Linked DNA regions of Rattus norvegicus: regions 2 and 3 are each linked to region 1. Evidence: chromatin contacts called from public Hi-C data. All regions are on one chromosome and are shown on one strand. The core of a region is the stretch at or near the end of the contact, and the rest is flanking DNA. Distances in the headings are between cores, read along the strand shown. Region 1 overlaps Dlc1 (DLC1 Rho GTPase activating protein). Region 2 holds the start of Dlc1 (DLC1 Rho GTPase activating protein). Region 3 overlaps Dlc1 (DLC1 Rho GTPase activating protein).

Evidence for each region. A called contact is a pair of places that touch in the nucleus more often than the background predicts.
Region 2: a Hi-C map of Schwann cells shows a contact between it and region 1, with 4 times the contacts expected there. The contact joins the promoter of Dlc1 here to the enhancer-like site in region 1. A contact is called at or near these places in 4 of 12 Hi-C or Micro-C datasets (the A7r5 cell line, Schwann cells, frontal cortex and 1 more).
Region 3: a contact with region 1 is called in a Hi-C map of Schwann cells, with 3 times the contacts expected there. The contact joins two enhancer-like sites. A contact is called at or near these places in 2 of 12 Hi-C or Micro-C datasets (Schwann cells and liver).

What each region holds. Positions count from the first base shown.
Region 1 is chr16:62,114,627-62,118,387 of GRCr8, forward strand. The region is part of intron 4 of Dlc1 (DLC1 Rho GTPase activating protein); the gene reads left to right. Among named protein-coding and RNA genes, the nearest start is that of Dlc1, 120 kb to the left of the region's middle. Within about 2 kb of position 1,940, at least 9 of the 93 cell types and tissues checked have an H3K27ac peak or open chromatin away from gene starts, as enhancers often do. A contact at or near this core is called in Schwann cells, where this site is marked.
Region 2 is chr16:61,992,889-61,996,649 of GRCr8, forward strand. Dlc1 (DLC1 Rho GTPase activating protein) reads left to right here and starts at 2,113. Exons shown (of 18, transcript NM_001370997.1): 1 at 2,113-2,918.
Region 3 is chr16:62,030,672-62,034,432 of GRCr8, forward strand. The region is part of intron 2 of Dlc1 (DLC1 Rho GTPase activating protein); the gene reads left to right. Among named protein-coding and RNA genes, the nearest start is that of Dlc1, 38 kb to the left of the region's middle. Within about 2 kb of position 2,095, at least 5 of the 93 cell types and tissues checked have an H3K27ac peak or open chromatin away from gene starts, as enhancers often do. A contact at or near this core is called in Schwann cells, where this site is marked.

The sequences.
Region 1 (3,761 bases), core at 690-3,189:
ACCATTGCTAACTCTGCTCTCACATGTTCTGCACTAACCATTTATTTCTCAATATTCAAAGACTGTTTAAAAGAGTCCTGGGCAGAGATTAGAGCAATGTTTTTCAACCCATCAAGGATTGCTGAGCCTTTCATGGGGTCGCCTAAGACCATCTGAAAACACAGATATTTACATTCTAATTCATAAGAACGGCAAAATTACTGTCATAAAGTAGCAAAAAAATGATTTTGTGGCTGGGGGGGTCACCACAACATGAGGAACTGTATTAAAGGTCACAGCGTTGGGAAGGTTGAGAACCACTGGATTAAAGGAAAGGGCATGGAGCTAAACCCTGTGTATGATTCTAGACATCAGCCCTGCTTCCACACTTTGCTGCAGCAGTACTCCAGGAAGCACAGGCTTAGACAAATACAGGAAGGAAGACGCTTGTCTGTGGCAAATCCTAGGAATTTGGCCTCGTTCACCTGCGGTATCCCACTCTTTTCCTATTATTGAAGAAAACAAGTGATAGTCCCAAGCATGGTTGAAGAATGTTCAGTGTGATGCAAAATGGTCTGTAGATCACAGTAAAAGGCAGAGCTCATCCTTTTCCATTGAAGATGTCAAGATGGTAGACAGGCATCCAGCCTTAAGTGCTCTTTGCCTTGAGGCAGGAATAAAAGCAGTGCAGTTTGAACCTTTTCAGATATTGACAAGCAGAATATCATTATCCCCTGATATTTTGCTGCTGATGTCCACTAAATTTTCCTCCTGTTTTTCCCCCTTTGCTCTCCAATACTCTGATGAAATATTTACTCCACAAAATGCTGCAAGCACTTTGTTTTCTTTGAGCTGCACTAGTGGACAAGGTGCAGAGTGCATAAATTACTATTCAATGCTCATCATAGGTGGTGATGATGGCGATGATGATGGCGATGACGAAACTTCCGGTTTTAAAAGAAAATTTGGGGACTTTCAAATGGACTCGGCCTGACCTTTGCTAAGCCATGTCAAAAGGTGGAGTCCCCTACTCTAATGTAAAGTCTACAAAAAGCTACAAAACCACTCACCATGCGTTTCTCCTCCAAACTGAGACAAATTGCACAGGACTAATTTAAACATGAAAACATATAGCTCTCAGGTTTCCATATATACCTGGTTATGCAGAAAGGGACAGTTTATAGGACCACACAGTTTGTCTATTCTTCACACGTTCTCTAATTCTATTTTATTATAATGCTGCACTTAGATTAAGTTTTGTAAAAAACAATAGAAATCTAGAATGTAAGCTGATTTCATAAAACAAAGCACCATGCATTTATAGATCGTTCCTAAAATTTTCTAAATGTAGGTATGGTTTATTTATGACAGCAAAATGCACAAGGTGGTGTCTTCGCTCATTTAGGGTTTAACTAAGTCAGCTTTCAAATCCTTTTTATTTTAGTTAACCTAAACCCTTCTTAAAGAGATTCACAAAGATTTGGTGAGATTATGGAAGTAACTCTCTGAACAAGACACTGTGAGCTTTCTAGGATTATAAGACATCTTTCTGCCTCAACCTACATAGTCAATGTGTTCCTTAAGAGTAAGACATGAAAATCCTTCTGGTGGATTGACTGCTTTGCATAATATTTGTGTGTGTTTCCTAAATCCTGCAACAGATTTTTTTTTAGGCTGATTCACATTCTCGTGTGTTTTCTGTACTAAGGAGAAACACACAAACAATTGAAAAATTGCCCAACCAGGACAATTGGGTTAACTGAGGAGATGAGATTGCCCACATCCCAGAAAGGACATCCTTGTCTGCCTTGTCCTACAGTAAGATAAGGAACAATGCACTGGGTGGAATTCTCAGAACGACTGGAATATTCTACCTCAGGGAAGACTGAAAGATGAAGAGGTCTTTCATGAGCCTGGAAACCCCCACAATACATGACTGTGTTCAGTCCGACACTGGTGAATGTGGCCATTATCTAAGGATATGAGGCCTGTGGAGATTAATAATTCAGTCACCTCTCTCTGCCCTCCACTTAATAGCTGTCATTTGGGTTTGGGCCACAGCTGTCCTTGCGGTTTTCAGAGGGCGTGCTTTCCTGTTGCTTGGCCTGGGCCCACCCATGGTGACTGCCCGGGATGGTGCTAGATATATCCTGACAATCATGCCTCATTAGGAATATTCCAAAGAACACATCGTATAAACATATATGTTCCTGGAATACTTGTTTCCCTGGCTTTGCAATAGCTCACCACATAGACCCTTTTCTATTGAACCAAAAGTTTTTGTGTTGAATAGGATATTAAAATGAGTAAGTATGACTGGTTCCTGTAAGATAAACATCTTGTTTATCTCAGTTAGCTTTCCTCTTTCAGTGGTGTATTCTTTTCTCCTGAAATGGTGAAGACATACTTGAGCACACAGTCAAAACATGAAGAAAGTTAATGAACCATGCAGTGTCATTATGGTAATCCGGATGTCAGTGAGTAAGTGCCAGTGTTCTGTGAATGACAAACACAAACACCGAGAAGAGGGTTTCCTCCCTCTATTTGGTGTCTGCAGATGTGTGGTCCTCCTCATCAGCGCTGAGGAATGTGTTTGCATGCTTTCTTGAAATGTGGTAAACTGACCACCAACCTACAAGCAATGCTAAGGCTTGTGTATGGAAATGGCCACAAAGAGCCGATGATTCATAATGATAGAAGGGCCCATTCCAAATGTTTAGGCTTTATTAGCAGGTATTGAAGAAAGCTTAATTTTGAACCTCTGACTTAGACTTTTCTGGAACCATAAAAGTAATTTCTAGTAAAGTCATTTGTCCTCATTTGTTCACATTTTTTTTGGACATTTAGTATCCTATTTTCCATTATCAAACACACACACTCACACATACATGCATGCATACATACATACACACACATATGCATACACATACACACATACACACATGCACACATATACACACTAACACATACACACATATTTATACATACATACACACTCACAGAGCATACACATACATGCACACACACACTAACACATACATACACACATAGATGCATAAACACTCACACATACATGAATATACTCACATGTACAAATACATATATGTGCACACATACATACACACATATACTCACACACATTCACACATACACACACATACACACACATGCACACACACTAACACTATGCACACACAGATACACGCACACACACATAGAGGCACACATACATTCAAAAACACATACATGCACATATACACATGTATACATACATATACACATTCACATACGGGTACACACTCACACATACATGCACACACACTCACCCTTTTCAAAATGAAGTAGCAAACAGAATCTACATGGTGATGAGGCCAGATTCTTTCCCACAAGTCGGATGCACAAGACTGCAGTGAGATGAGCTCCTAGACTGCTCTTACGTACTTGGTGTCTGACCCCGCCATTCCCAGCTCAGCACAGTTTCTGGTGTCCCACTTTTATTTACCTTCTTCATGGTGTGCTTGCTTAGTCATGATGATGCATTATAAAATCAAATGCTGCGTCTAGTTATTGATAATCACTTACTTTGTGCCTATTTGTACCTAAGCACTGCTCAAGAGGCCAGAGATGCAACAGGTCTCCTTAGGGATAGGTAGACCGTGGGACAGAGATATACACTCACAGCTAGGGAACGCCTGTGCAGGATGCCTGATGCAGCACTGGGGAATCAAGGGAAAATGAGACACTAAACCATGTACTGACTAGTCAAAGTCAGATGAATCTAC
Region 2 (3,761 bases), core at 863-3,362, 120 kb before region 1:
ACTGTGAGCTCCTTAATTCAACCCTTAGGTCCAGAAAAAAATAAAACAGGAATGAATGAATGGACTTTTGAATTTAATTTAGATTTAAATAATCTAAATGATCATATTTTAACTTGTATGATTTTCAGCTACAATTTTAAGTCTTTTGTTAACATATTTTATTTGGGAAGTAAATCCATAGGGTGGTTTCATTATTCCCAGTTTTGCTCTATTTTGTGTATATGCCTTTGTGAGGGGTGTCTGTGTGTGTGTTTGTGTGTGTGTGTGTGTGTGTACATGTTCTAGGACGACCTTTGTCATTGTTCTGGTGCCATTTTTCTTTATTTAATCAAACTGTCTCTCTCTGTCTCTCTGTCTGTCTGTCTCTCTCTCTGTCTGTCTGTCTCTCTGTCTCTGTCTCTCTCTCTGTCTGTCTGTCTCTCTGTCTGTCTGTCTGTCTGTCTCTCTCTGTCTCTCTCTCTCTGTCTGTCTCTCTCTGTCTGTCTCTCTCTGTCTCTCTCTGTCTCTCTCTGTCTCTCTCTCTGTCTCTCTCTCTGTCTCTCTCTCTGTCTCTCTCTCTCTCTCTCTCTCTCTCTCTCTCTCTCTCTCTCTCTCTCTCTCTCTCTCTCCTCAAATTCATTAAGTAGGGCCAGCAGTGAGCTCCCAGAATTCAGCTGTGTCTGCCCAACCAGTGCTGATATTACAGGCATGCACCTCCATACCCAATAATTTTTAGGTGGGTTCTGGGTATTGTAGTCAGGCTCTTGAATCCCTCAGTGTGGCAAGCACTTTAGTGACTGGGATATCTCTGAACCCCCCCCCCTTTTTTTTTCTTGCTGGCGTGGTCTTTCTATGTAGAATAAACTAACCTTGTACTCCTGTCGGTCTCCCGAGAGCTGGAGTTCCAGACCTTTGTCACCGTGGCAAGCCCCGCTAGTATATTTATGTTAGAATACATGACATGTTCTGGTTTCTACGTGGCTTGAACCTGGTTTTGCGATTTGGCTTTTCTCTAAATTGTGTTTTCTGTTGCTTTTGAGACAAGTCAGTTGTCCAGTGAAGAAAGCTGCGGTAGCTGTAACCTCATACTTCATCAAGTTATCACCTGCACGGTGTTGTCAGGGCAAAATGAAAGATGGCCATTCCGCTGTTGGAGGACCTACATGCGTTTGTAGAAATTAAGACCACGTGAGAATATTCGTAAACAATGAGAGCCACTTAAATTCAGATAAGCCGACAGCTGTGGAGACGTGCGGGCTCAACAACTCCAGCATCTCGTTATATGTGCTATACTCATTTCTAACTTGGATATTGGAACTATTCTTACACTCTACATTATTGACAAGCTAAAATGTATAACCCTCTCATGGAGTCGGTAATTAGATTCATCTGATCCCTAATCAGTAAAAATCTAAAGGACTCGTTAGGTTACCCAGAGTTGTAGAAGGAACCCTTCCAATGTAACTAAAATGAAAGGGAAAGGTTACTGAGTAGCTTCGACCAAATAAGATAAATGGACAGATGCTGTTTCCTGTGTCTCTGGTGTAAACAAGGAAGCTGTCCCAATGGCCTGGCCACAACCTACATGTCCCAAGGCCACAGTCCCTTTTACCCTTGCGTTTTCCCTGAGGGAGAGTTCTGGGTCATAAAAGAGACTCTCGGTATGAATTCTTTCCAGAAATGATTTGAGCACTGCGTTTGTAACAATCTTATTATAAGACGAGCTAACATCTATTATTAATCGGTGCGCTAATTAAAGCCACATTCGCAGTTTCCATTAGCTTATTCCCTAAATTCTCCAGAGTTGGCTGTCTGGTTTTAATCAAAACCAAATGGTAGTCCAAGCTCCCAGGCTGGAGCAGCTAGGAGGAAGTCATGCAGTGGAGGCACAAAAGCAGAGGAGATAAACAGATGAGAGTTCACAAGCTGTCTGGGAAAAAATGCACACAGTCTGCTCGCCACTCTAGAGATGTGATTGAGAGACTCCGCCATACCGGAGGAAGCTTCGCAAGTGTTTAATGTCAGCAGGACTCTAACTTGATGAAGATGGAGTCTGCCTTCTTCCTTTCCAGCCTCACTAGCCGTGCTTGTCTGCAACTGGAGGATCCCTGACTGGAGGTAAGAAGACTCCATGGGCTGTGGCACAAAGTACCCTGTTCTGTTCAGATTTCTGGGGGTGTGAAGGAGAGAGAAGAAGGAAATGCTCTGCTTCCTGGATTCTCGGAATTTTACTTACAGACTTTTCTCAAGTCCAGGATGTAAATTTTTAAGTTATTTTTTAAAGTTCTAAACTTTAGAAGAATTACGGTATTAGAAGTCTCAGCCTTCATCTAGCTGTCTTAGAAAACTTTTGAAATGAGTCTTAGCAGAAGTGTTCTCCCTTTAACACAGTAGAAACGTTGTGCGCGGAGGGGAGAGGCTGCGCTTTCTTTCTTCCTTGTTTTCCACGAGCCCTGTGGGATAGGAAGGACTCTAGGACTTTCTGACGCTAGCTAATCATCTCAAGAGCTTTGACAAACTCACTTCAGTTCTGTGTAAAATCAGAGCTTCAACGCCCAGGCGGCTCTGCTCGGCCCCTCCCCTCCCTCAGCTTCATGCAGGCTTTCTCACATGCAAACTTCTCAGAGGCAGGAAATACTTTGCAGGCAATCTGGGCCTGCTTGTGGAGGCCCCTCTCGCAAAACATCAGTCTGCATTTAGAAGACAGAAGTCACTAGGATCGCCTTGACAGGATCCCGAGTTAGCTGAGGCTCCTTCCAGCTGCAGAGGGTGTTTTCTGTTAGAATCACACACTGCTGTTAAAGAGAGCTGCTGAGAATAGAGCCCGTGACCTCAGCCAGAAATGTGAACTTAGATTTTGGAGACACTAACCGGGCAGACTCTTCTATCCTGGCTGCGACAGCATCATGCTTTGGCGGTAACAGCAACTCCTGACCCAGGTAAGAGGCTGCTGCAACTGTCATGTAGGAGACAGAGCTGGGAACCTTGGCACCTTCGGCCAGCTGTTGATGGCTTTCAGAGCTGAGCCCTGAAAAGCAGAAGGGGAAAATGTGTAGTCAGTTGAAAGCTGCGAGTCAAAATCTTTGTAGCAAAATGTCATTTCTAAAATGTGTTCCGCACAGCTCTAGTCTCTAGCTCTAGTCTCTTTCCCCATACAGAAATGTTTTATTCTGATCTCCTTTTTATTCTTAACTTACTGACCAATTCATCTATAACGCGCCGCTGCCGATAGGTGTAGCACATCTTGAGGCCAATGAATCTTCTCATATTAAAGTGTGAAGCATCAGGAAATCCTTCCTCCTCTCTGTTTTCCCAACAAAAGGAGAACATGATGTTACAACGTTTTTTTTTTTTCTTAATAATGAGCTTTCAAAGAATAATTGGTGTCTTACTGAAAACTATGAAGGTCAACTTCTTTAGTATTTCCCCCAACTATTTTCAGTCACATATCCAATTACTAATACACAACTTAAATTATTATTTTAAGAAAAGTAAAGATGAACACATTTACAAGTTATTTCTGTCTCTACACGTTTAATGTCAGTTTGGGAGCTTAAGTGTCGGAATTGCGTTTGGTTTACATTAAACTTGGATTCGCCGCTCAGATCTTATGGTGTGGGAATGCTCTGTGTTACTGAAGCAAACCGAATAGCTGATGTGATGTGTACGATCCCGTCAGTCATGAGAAAGCTTAGCTGACCACCGTTCATATTTCGAGTCATCGTGAAGTCATATTGTCACCATGCTTCAACTGTCTAAATTTTCTCAATGGCTAAATGTGC
Region 3 (3,761 bases), core at 845-3,344, 84 kb before region 1:
AACATTGCTACATGGTTTTGGTTGATAGCCATTCTGAGAGAGTGAGATGAAACTACAGAGTAGTTTAAATTTGCATTTTCCTGATAGCTGATACTTTTGAAAACTTTTCCACGTATTTACTGGCCTATTGAGAGTTTCTTCTGAGTTCCTTCTTGTTTAGTGGCTTTGTATTCTTTATGTATTCTGAATATTAATCCTCTATCACGTGTTTGTCATCATTTAGACTGCCTCTTAACTCAATTAGTGGTTCCTTTTTTGACATAGAAGCCTTATAATTTCGTGGGTCTCATTTGTCAGTTATTGGACTTGTTTCCTCAGTGACTAGAATCCTATCAAGAATATTCTTACCTGTGTTTATGACATGGTCTTCATGCTTCTCCTCTAGCAGTTTCAGAGTTGCACATCTTTTGTTAAGATTTTTTTTTATCCATTTAGGGTCAGTTTCCATGTGAAGTGGGGATAAGGATCTACTTTCACTCTCCTACATAAAAATATCCAGTTTCCCAGTATCATTTGTTAAAGACAGTCTTTTTTTCCAATATGTAGTTAGATCATCTTTGTCAGAAATAATATGGCTGTAGCTGCTGTCACTATGGCTCTGTTGGACAGCCTGAAATTAATTATATGTATGCAGTGTGTTGTGTGTTATGTGTTGTGTGTGTGTGTTCATGTGTGTGTGTTCATGTGTGTGCATCTATTACACTGATTATTTAGTGGGAATTTTACAACATTTATTTGGAGTTCAGTGAAGCACTGATTGTGAAAAATTGTCAAGTTTGAGTACTATAGAAAATGCAGAGATACATGATGGACGTGGTGATGGACGTGATGGAAGTGATGATGGATGTGATGGATGTGATGGACGTGATGATAGATGGATGGAAGTGATGATGGACATGATGATGGAAGTGATGGTGATGAACATGATGGACATGATGATGGAAGTGATGATGGACATGATGACGAAAGTGACGATGGACATGATGATGGAAGTGATGGCAGTGATGGACATGATGGACGTGATGATGGACGTGATGATGGAAGTGATGATGGATGTGATGGTGGAAGTGATGGATGTGATGGATGTGATGGACGTGATGATGGAAGTGATGATGGACATGATGGAAGTGATGGCAGTGATGGACATGATGGACGTGATGATGGAAGTGATGATGGAAGTGATGATGGACGTGATGGTGGAAGTGATAGATGTGATGGATGTGATGGACGTGATGATGGAAGTGATGATGGAAGTGATGGAAGTGATGATGGATGTGATGATGGAAGTGATGGATATGATGGATGTGATGGACATGATGATGGGCATGATGGACGTGATGATGGATGTGATGATGGAAATGATGATGGACGTGATGGTGGAAGTGATAGATGTGATGGATGTGATGGACGTGATGATGGAAGTGATGATGGAAGTGATGGAAGTGATGATGGATGTGATGATGGAAGTGATGGATATGATGGATGTGATGGACATGATGATGGGCATGATGGAAGTGATGATGGATGTGATGATGGAAATGATGATGGACGTGGTGGTGGAAGTGATAGATGTGATGGATGTGATGGAAGTGATGATGGATGTGATGATGGAAGTGATGATGGATGTGATGGTGGAAGTGATGGATGTGATGGACGTGATGATGGACGTGATGATGGACGTGATGATGGACGTGATGATGGAAGTGATGGAAGTGATGATGGATGTGATGATGGAAGTGATGATGGACGTGATGGTGGAAGTGATGGATGTGATGGACGTGATGATGGAAGTGATGGAAGTGATGATGGATGTGATGGACATGATGATGGACATGATGATGGACGTGATGGTGGATGTGATGGTGGAAGTGATGGATGTGATGGACGTGATGATGGACGTGATGATGGACGTGATGATGGATGTGATGGTGGAAGTGATGGATGTGATGGACGTGATGATGGAAGTGATGGAAGTGATGATGGACATGATGATGGACGTGATGGTGGAAGTGATGGATGTGATGGACATGATGGACGTGATGATGGATATGATGAAAGACATGATGATGGATGTAATGGAAGTCACGGACATGATGGACGGGATGATGGACATGATGGACGGGATGATGGACGTGATGGATGGGATGATGGACATGATGATAGATGTGGTGAAGGGAGAAGCAATGGTTCATTCTGTTCAGAAGAGTTTTATGGTGTCATTCATCTCTAATTAGCTTTTCAAGATGATAGCTGCGGTCAACTTATCTAGTAGGCTCAGTTCTTAGTGACATACTTCAAATACCTGCAAGTCACTCACACTTTTTGTAACATCATCTACCCCCTGTAGCATGTGTTCTAACCATCTGAGTGGCAGCCACAGATTGTGCAGTCCCCAAGTTCACCAAAGAGCTAAAAAAAATTATGGTTATGGTTATGTCTTCCTTTACACAGTTTATAAAATTTGTTTTCTATGGTTGTTGCTCATAAAATGATCTCTTATTCACTTTTTAAATCCACTGAATCAAACAACCCCTTGGCTTCTGGGTACGCACTAAAATAACAGGAAGCTCATTGTTTTAATCGTGGTGTTCATCAAAGGCCTGATTAGAACAAAAAGGCTTTTCACTTCAACATTACAATGGAGGTTCTCTTCAAAATAAAGATTTTCAGGAAAGAAAATTTTTCTGTTACATCACAGCAAGTACCCTTATAAAAAGGATTCTTTATCCGATTTTATTGCTAATATAAAACATTTACAGAAACAAGAAAAATCATCTGGTTTTGTTCTTAAACTGTAGTTATAGTTTTAATAATTTTGTCTCTAAAAATTACCACTTGACTTAATAGTTTTTGTTTGTTCTGAGTTTTGTTTTTGTTTGTTTGCTTACTTTCTTGTTCTGACAGAGACAGACAGACAGACAGACAGACAGAACAGAACAGAACATTTGGTGGGTAGGGAGGAGGTGGAAGACTCTGAGAGGGGTTAAAGGAGGGGAAAAACAGAACCAAAACATGCTATGTAAAACAATTTTAAATAAAAGAATGTTATTTGTACATATCTTCATCTAGATATGCTCTCATTTAATGAATGCCTATACTTTCTTTGAGCAATTACAAAATTGTGGGGAAAATAGTGGCTGAGTAAAGGAAAGCTAAGAAAAATTAGAATTTCTCTTAGTCATTTAGGCTGCTGTAATAAACTACCACAGGCTAGAGAGTTTATAAACTACAGTGGTTCACCCCTCTTAATTTTAAAGGCTGAGGAATCCAGAGGTAGCAGAAAATTTGAGATTTGCCAGTGATCTATTTCCCCATGTATTGATGCCATATTTAAATTCCACATAATGGAAGGCATATTTCTTGGACCTTTTGCTGCTTCTGTTGCTGCTGCTATTGCTGTCGTTGCCATCATCCTCCTCATCCTCCCTCCTCCCCCTGCTCCACTTCCTCCTCCCCCTGCTCCTCCTCTTCTTCTTCCTCCTCCTCTTGGTGTACTTTGTGTTGATGATGATAATGTTGATGATGGTGATATTGTTGTTACTGCTGCTGCTGCTGCTGTATTTAAGAGGAAATCTAATATTAGCAGACTAACCTTAAACTCATCATCTTCCTGATTCTGCCCGCACAAGTTCTTAGATTAGAGATATATGATGTGAAATCTGGATTTGTACCTCTTTTTTAAAGAACTCTAATCTCAGTCACTAGGATTCCCTCCCAAAACTTAGTCACTTTTCAAACAACCATCACCCAGTACCATACCA